Linked DNA regions of Mus musculus: region 1 is linked to region 2. A link is a contact called in public Hi-C data. All regions are on one chromosome and are shown on one strand. Each heading gives the region's core, a stretch centred on a gene start, on an enhancer-like site or on the middle of the called end of the contact. The rest is flanking DNA. Distances are from core to core; before and after follow the strand shown.

Region 1 (3,726 bases), core at 1,143-3,642, 280 kb after region 2:
ACATGGTGTGGTTGAATAGCTGCTGTAGCTTCTCGTTGGTGTAGTTGATGCACAGCTGCTCGAAGGAGTTCAGCTGCGAGGGTGGTGAAGGATGGGATGGTGAGTGCGGGGCGGGGCGGGGCGGGGCCGGGGCGGGGCGGGGCCGGAGGGAGCCAGATTAGGCGAGAAGGACCGCAAGACCACGGTGCACACCTGGAAGATCTCAAAGCCCGCGATGTCCAGGATGCCCAGGAAGGAGGCACCCTGCCGCGGGCTTCTGTCCAGGGCACGGTTGAGCCGCAGAACCAGCCAGCGGAACAGGCGCTCATAGGTAGCTTTGGCCAGAGCCTCCAGCGCAAAGTCAGCCTGCAGGGTAGGATGCAGAGTGACACTGGGTGTGGATCAAGCAGGGTGTCCCTGAACTTTTAGTTCACCTCACAGTTCACCTCACAGTTTCTTAGGTATAAACACCAAAAAGGACCACAGTAACAACACTTTGCCATAACTGAAGACCTTGTGTGCATCAAGCACCTACCCTCCTCCACCTCTTAAATCAACATCTACAGCACAGTGGGAGCTCCAGGTCTAAGAGTCTGGGTTCGAATCCCAATATAGCCACTCAGAGGCTGTAGCCTCAGGGCCTTGAATAAACCTCTCCAGGCCCTAGCATCTCTGTGCTATTAGAGACCACACCTGAGACAGAAATCCAGGGACTCCCAAACTCCTTTCTGTTCCCTGTGGCTAACCTGTGGTCACCTATCTGTCACCAGTGTGGTCTGAGCCACCATCTTTGCCTGGGTTTTGTCAGTGTCCCTGAGTTTCCTTGCTTATATATGTACTCTATGGAATCAGTTCTTGCAGTAGCCAGAAGAATCTTTAAATAGAGGACAAATGAAATCAAGTCACTTCCCAGGCTCCCACAGTACCTCTTTACTCTGTCCCCCACTGAGCATGGTTTCAGGGACCCTCTCCCTCTCCCTCGATCCTTTGTTTTGACATCACTAAACCTCCTCCGCAGAGGCATCGCTAAACAGAACCATCCTTTTCATTAACCTGCTTATTCGCCATGTCCCTAGCTCAGTGTTTCTCAACTCGTGGGTCGGGGGGGGCCCCCCACAGAGGACACATGTAAGATCTCTTGCATATCAGATATTCACAATACCATTTAAAACAGTAGCAAATTTACAGTTATAAAGTAGCAATAAAATAACTTTATGGTTAGGGATCACCACCACAACGGAACAACTGTGTTAAAGGGTGGAAGTATTAGAAAGGGTGAGAACAATGGCCAGAGTACATCCCAAGCCCCTGAGAGACAAGTCTTCATTTTCGCTTGTATGTGTGTGCACATGTGAGGGCTCATGAGGGTGTGGAGGCCAGAGGTCAAGCTCAGGTGTCATGCCTTGGGAAGAGCCATTTCCCATCTAGTTCTTTCAGAGAGAGTCTCTCACTGAGGCTGGGGCTTGTTCACTCAGCTAGAGCGGCTGACCAGTAAAAGCCAGGGGTCCTCCTGTGTTCATCGCCACAGCTCTTTACGTGGGTTCTGGGGTTCGTGGGACTTGGGTCCACGTGCTTGTGAGGCCAGCACTTGCTGTGGAGCGACCTCCCAGCCTTGATCTGTGTTTTCATTATTGCTCACCCTCACCCCGCCCCCAGCCTGGTGATAGAATAAGGGCAGGCAAGGTTGCTGAGTGTGAGAGATGGGGAACGCTGCTTAAAGACCTAGTAAGAGGATTCTGAAGATAAAGGAGCTCGCTGCCAAGCCTGACGACCTGAGTTCAATCCCCAGGACCCACGTGGTAGAAGGACAAAACTAACTGCTGTTGGTGCTCTGGTGCCAGCCTGCATGCTGTGGCAGTGCCCCTCCCCCAACAAATAAACAAATAATTGTAATAATAATATTTAAAAGTCCCAGGATCACAAACCGTAAGCCAGTCCTTCCTGCCCTCACAGGGCTTGATCCCGCCTACCACTGAATCCCGCCTACCACTGAATCCCGCCTACCACTGAATCCCGCCTACCGCTGAATCCCGCCTACCTGCTCCTTGGTTTGTGCTTTCTGAACATAATCTCGGCCCACTTTGATGCGGGGTGTGAGAAGGGCTCTGGAGAAGTCGGTCACTCCGAGTCCCAAGAGGCGGCAAAGCTTCTGGGCAGCTGAGGGAGAGAGCAGGTGACAGGGGTTAGTGGGGAGGGACATCGGACCCCTCCGTTGGGGGAAAGAGGTGGAGGTGGCCCTTTCTGGGAGGAGCATCCTGAGCGAACCAGGCGCTGGGTTAAGAGGCCTGTGCCTCTGGGCCTTGGGTGATGCACATTTTCAGCAGGAACAACTAGCACACCTCTGCACTAGCACGTTAAATAGATGGATGTTTGCGGCGGAGCACGCCAGGGCTGCGTGGGAGGCGTGTTTCCCTTTCTACTCTGAATTAAAGCCTGAATCAAGCCACGTTCCCAGGCATCCGTCAGCTCCACGGAGGGAAAGCTTACTCTGCTCTTGGCCCCACAGAAGAAAAAAGAGAAGCCTAGAAAGAAATGCATTAAAAAGGCACCAGAGTCAGACATGGTGGCACATACCTGCCAACCCAGTATCTGAGAGTCTGAGGGAGGAGAATCAAGAATTCAAGGTCACCCTCAACTATAAAGCAAGTTGAGGGCCAATCTGGGCTACATGAGATCCTACCTGACCCCAACACTCGCAACCATTGGGTTCTAGTTAAAACATAAAGTTATTCCTTGAGGCATGAAGGGAAATAAGCAGGTTTCAGAAAGGTTTGTAGCCACGAAGTGGTGGTACGCGCCTTTAATCTCAGTACTCAGCACCGGGCACCCAGGAGGCAGAGGCAGGCGGGTCTCTGAGTTTGGGGGCAGCCTGGTCAACAGAGTGAGTTTTAGAACAGCCAGACATACACAGAAAAACCCTGTCTCGAACACCCCCATCCCCAACATACACACCAAAAAGATAAAATAAAGAAAAAAGAAAAACGTGTAGTGTTTGCCCCCAATTAAGTAAAGCAAACAGGTAGTGCAGGACAGTGCCGGGTTGGTGAATAGCACCCCCCGGTGGCCACAAGTGGGCGCTGCAGGGCTGGGTGAGCGGGGAGCAGTGCCCCAGTTCCCCAGATTTTCAGAGCTGTGCAGTTTGAGAGTGAGCTGGAGGGTTTTTATAACCAGGACAGAGAGCTTCAGATGTCCAGAGGGAGCCCGTGAACTCTATTTCTGTCTGGATCTCCAGCTACACCGGCACAGGGTAGGAAAACCCCAGGGGAGACCCCGAGGACGCAGACAGCATTGGAGTCTGACTGTGGGCAGTTGTCTCTCCTTTCTTGACAACCAAATCCCAGCACTCAGGATGCAGAGGCAGGTGAATCTCTGTGAGTTCAAGGCCAGCCTGGTCTACAGAGAGAGCTCTAAGATAGCCAGGGCTACACAGAGAAACCCTATCTCGAAAAAAACAAATAAAAAAAAAGGGGGTTGGATGCAAGAGGATTAGGAAGTTCAAGGCCATCCAGAGCTACATATGGCCCAGTCCCAAATAATGAACAAGAAGCGACAGCAAGAATTAGTGATTTTCGGGCTGGCGAGATGGCTCAGCGGGTAAAAGCACTGACTGCTCTTCCAAAGGTCCTGAGTTCAAATCCCAGCAACCACATGGTGGCTCTCAACCACCCATAATGAGATTTGACGCCCTCTTCTGGTGCATCTGAAGCCAGCTACAGTGTACTTACATATAATAATAAATAAATCTTT
Region 2 (3,640 bases), core at 418-2,917:
GGGATTAAAGGCGTGCGTCACCACGCCAGGCTACTTCTGTTCACCGGTTTCCTTGCTTTCTTGTGTACCCTTGCACACTTCCTCTTGTGCACTTGCCCTCCCCGGCCCATTCTCCACCCCTGCCCCCAGCCTCCTTCTTCTTTTTCTTCTTCTTCTTCTTCTTCTTTCTTCTTCTTCTTCTTCTTCTTCTTCTTCTTCTTCTTCTTCTTCTTCTTCTTCTTCTTCTTCTTCTTCTTCTTCTTTCTTCTTCTTCTTCTTCTTCTTCTTCTTCTTCTTCTTCTTCTTCTTCCTTCTTCTTCTTCTTCTTCTTCTTCTTCTTCTTCTTCTTCTTCTTCTTCTTCTTCTTCTTTCTTCTTCTTCTTCTTCTTCTTCTTCCTTCTTTAATGGTGCTCAGGTATGGGATGTGCTTGCTGCGCTGTTCTGATCTTTCTAGATGACTTTCCCCAGTTGCCCTGCAGAGCCTGGCCTCTTTTTGGTTTGCGTATTCGCCTCTCTGCATACTCTTAGCCAGTCCTCTCTTCTCATTTTCTGCACCCACCCTAGGTCTTCGCTCACCTCCCCCTGCTTTTCCTAGGGAGAGGAGACCCTGCGCATGCACGCTGGCTCCCAGCTCACTAGGCTGTCACCCAGTCCTGTCATTCTTAGACCATTCATCTGTCTGTCCATTTTGCACGAAGATTCCCCTCTCCTCCCCAACCCTTTCTTCTCTCCCAGATTACGCCCCCATCCTTACAGCATGGCTCCTCCCTCCCCGCACGTTCCCCCTCCCTGCTTCTGGGGCTTGGGAATTAAAGCCACCTCTCCTCCCCTAGGTAGCCCCCTCCCCTGCTGTGGATAAAAGGGGAGAAGGCATCGCCCTCAGGTTCCCCCCTATGTTCAGCTGCCAAAGAAGGGAGCTCCCCTCCTTCCCCCCACCCCATTCCCTATAGCTGTCCCCAGGCGCCCCTGGGGCGCTCCATCCACGAGGGGAGGGCCAGCCCCCTCCCCTCACCACGTCAGGGAAATGCAGGGAACCTTGTGGGAGGGTCACGGGAGGGGGAGGGGTGGCGAGGGCTGGAGAGGTGGTGGCGCTGGGCCCCTACCCGCCCCCTCCCCCTGGTCGGATGCCCCCCGTCCGCAGGGGGCCTGCGCGGCGCCTGTCTATCAAGGGCTTGTTAATTCCGGATGGGTGCCGCGGGGTTGGGGAGGGCGTAAGGGGTGGGGGTGGGGGTGAAGGAGCGGGGAGAGGGAAGGGGGAGGGATTGGATGGGGGAGCGGGGTGGAGAGGAGAGACCAAGCAAAAAGAGAAACAATAGCAAAAGAAAAATATACAAAGCAAAATAAAAATTAAAAAAAAAAACCCTAGAACACACAAATCCAAAAGGGGGAAAAACCTGAAATAAAAGCCCTAGAACTGTCTTCCAAGGGGGCGGGAGGGGACTTGAAAGGAGTTGAGCTCGTCCTGCAAGGTCGCAGGGATAGGTTGTGACCAGGTTGGCGTTTCTGGCCGAGTGGATGAGAGTGGAGGTTCGCCCCGCCCCCCACGCCCAACACGACTTTGCCGAGAGAAATGGCTTTTGTATCAGGTCATTCTTTATAATTAAACTCACAGTATCCACCCCCTCGAGCCGGCCCCGCCTCCTTCCTAGGGAGGCCACGCCTTCTCGTTTCGCCGGGTCTGGGGGCGGGGTGCAGCTGGAACCCGCCCCCGCTGTGCGTCAATCTTCGTCGGCAGGCTCCGCCCCGAGGGCTTCGAGCATGCGCCTTCGGACCAGAGAGCGGCGCAGGTGCAAACGGTAGTCCCCCAGCAGTAAATCGTCGTGGCGCACCAGTGGGTACGCGGTTCCACGGAGGGTGAGCCCGGAGCGCAGCAGGCGTGACCGCGTCTGGAAGTCTGTGACGGTGATGAGCCACCTGTGGGCGAAGTGAAGGCCCAGAGACGTCTTTGGGTTCACCCTGGCCCCCTTCGCTTGCGGGCGTCACTGCGGTCTTCTCAGCTGGATCGTTCACCTCACCTGGGAATGCGCCAGGTCCCGCCCTCGCTACTGTCTCCTCAGACTCCGCTAGAAAAGCCCTTCAGCATAGGACCTGCCCCCACAATGTCATCCTGACTCTGACTCCTCCCTAAATGCTACCCAGCCCAGGCCAGCCCTCCAATGCTATCTTCATTCTGATTTTGCCAAAAGTGCCGCTCAACCTAGGACCCGTCCCTCTGAGTGGTTCTGGGCCTCAAAACTCACTGTTCCCCTTCACCTTGACCTCATCCTCTCACCTCGCCTCTTCTCAACTCACTCTAGGCTCCAAGTCTTTCAGTTGCTTTTAGCTCCATCCCTCACTGGCCTCTACACTCTGACTTCAACCACCAGCCTCCTCTAGGTTCCACGCCCTCTGTGTCCGTCCCCCCACCCCCCCTGTGTCCTCCCCCCTCCGTCCCCCACTGATGCTAGGCTCCGCCCCTCTCCCACTCTCACTCTAATTCCGCCTCCCAGCTCAGTTTATGGAGCATTACGCTCCCTGGCTGCATCTCTCCCAATTACGTTCCTCAGCCTCTCACCCTAGACCACTCCCATGCATGGTCTCACCTGTCCCTGCGGCCCGCAGTACCGCAGATGACATTCATATTCTCGTAGCGGATGCTGTTCACGCGCCCGCTTTCCATGGCCCCGGGCAGCTCGGCCTCCAAAGCCTGCAGCACCTCCACGTGCGTAAAGTCTTCCTGCGTGGGCATGCATCAACTTCAGCCCTTATCTCCTAGGCTGGAGCCTGGTCCAAGACTCCACCTACAGACCCGCTAGGTTATGACACTCTTGTCAAAAGGGGTGACCACAGGTGTCTCTCGGGTGTGAAGGCATCTGCTACTCGAGATCATTCTGAAAAACTAGACTAATTAAATTGTAATAACCGCCCTACAGGGAAACTCTCCCAGAGACCAGCCATGGACAGTGCTTTACAGTTCTGGAGGATTCTATTTGAACAGGTGATTTCAAAGTTAAGGGGCTGCAGTTATCAGAAGGGTCAGAAGAAATTGTTTGAGCCGGGTGTGGTGGCGCATGCCTTTAATCCCAGCACTCGGGAGGCAGAGGCAGGCGGATTTCTGAGTTCAAGGCCAGCCTGGTCTACAGAGTGAGTTCCAGGACAGCCAGGGCTATACAGAGAAACCCTGTCTCAAAAAACCAAAAGAAGAAGAAGGAGGAGGAGGAAGAGGAGGAGGAGGAGGAAGAAGAAGGAGGAGGAGGAAGAAGGAGGAGGAGGAAGAAGAAGAAGAAGGAGGAGGAGGAAGAAGAAGGAGGAGGAGGAAGAAGAAGAGGAATAAGGAAGAAGAAGAGGAAGAAGAGGAAGAAGAGGAGGAGGAAGAGGAGGAGGAAGAGGAGGAGGAAGAGGAGGAGGAAGAAGAGGAAGAGGAAGAGGAAGAAGAAGAAGAAGAAGAAGAAGAAGAAGAAGAAGAAGAAGAAGAAGAAGAAGAAGAAGAAGAAGTTGTTGTTTGAGGAGATGTGCCATAGTGGAAAAGTGCGAAAAACAGCTGTCCAAGTATATATAATCACTGTTGATGGGCTGGCTTCCTGGTTTAGTGGGTAAAGACGCTTACTGTGTGAACCTTATGACTTGAGTTCAATCCCTATAACCTGCTATAGGTGGAAGGAGAGAAATGAGTTGTCCTCTG

What was found. A called contact is a pair of places that touch in the nucleus more often than the background predicts.
Region 1: a contact with region 2 is called in a Hi-C map of cerebral cortex, with 2.5 times the contacts expected there. The contact joins two enhancer-like sites. A contact is called at or near these places in 2 of 39 promoter capture datasets (embryonic stem cells and hippocampal neurons), 1 of 15 datasets of contacts at CTCF or cohesin (large pre-B cells), 7 of 484 Hi-C or Micro-C datasets (cerebellum, cerebral cortex, cortical neurons and 2 more), 6 of 115 datasets of contacts at active chromatin or transcription factors (embryonic stem cells, epiblast stem cells and stem cell-derived neural progenitor cells) and 1 of 9 other capture datasets (embryonic stem cells).

Annotation. Positions count from the first base shown.
Region 1 is chr7:44,639,044-44,642,769 of GRCm38.p6, forward strand. Myh14 (myosin, heavy polypeptide 14) reads right to left here. Exons shown (of 42, transcript NM_001271540.1): 12 at 2,018-2,136; 13 at 193-345; 14 at 1-73. Among named protein-coding and RNA genes, the nearest start is that of 2310016G11Rik, 27 kb to the right of the region's middle. Within about 2 kb of position 2,393, at least 11 of the 459 cell types and tissues checked have an H3K27ac peak or open chromatin away from gene starts, as enhancers often do. A contact at or near this core is called in cerebral cortex, where this site is marked.
Region 2 is chr7:44,358,489-44,362,128 of GRCm38.p6, forward strand. 1700008O03Rik (RIKEN cDNA 1700008O03 gene) reads right to left here. Exons shown (of 6, transcript NM_027049.1): 5 at 2,562-2,695; 6 at 1,555-1,893. The coding sequence ends at 1,698. It also overlaps a transcript of Shank1 not described here. Among named protein-coding and RNA genes, the nearest start is that of Gm39001, 14 kb to the right of the region's middle. Within about 2 kb of position 1,668, at least 264 of the 459 cell types and tissues checked have an H3K27ac peak or open chromatin away from gene starts, as enhancers often do. A contact at or near this core is called in cerebral cortex, where this site is marked.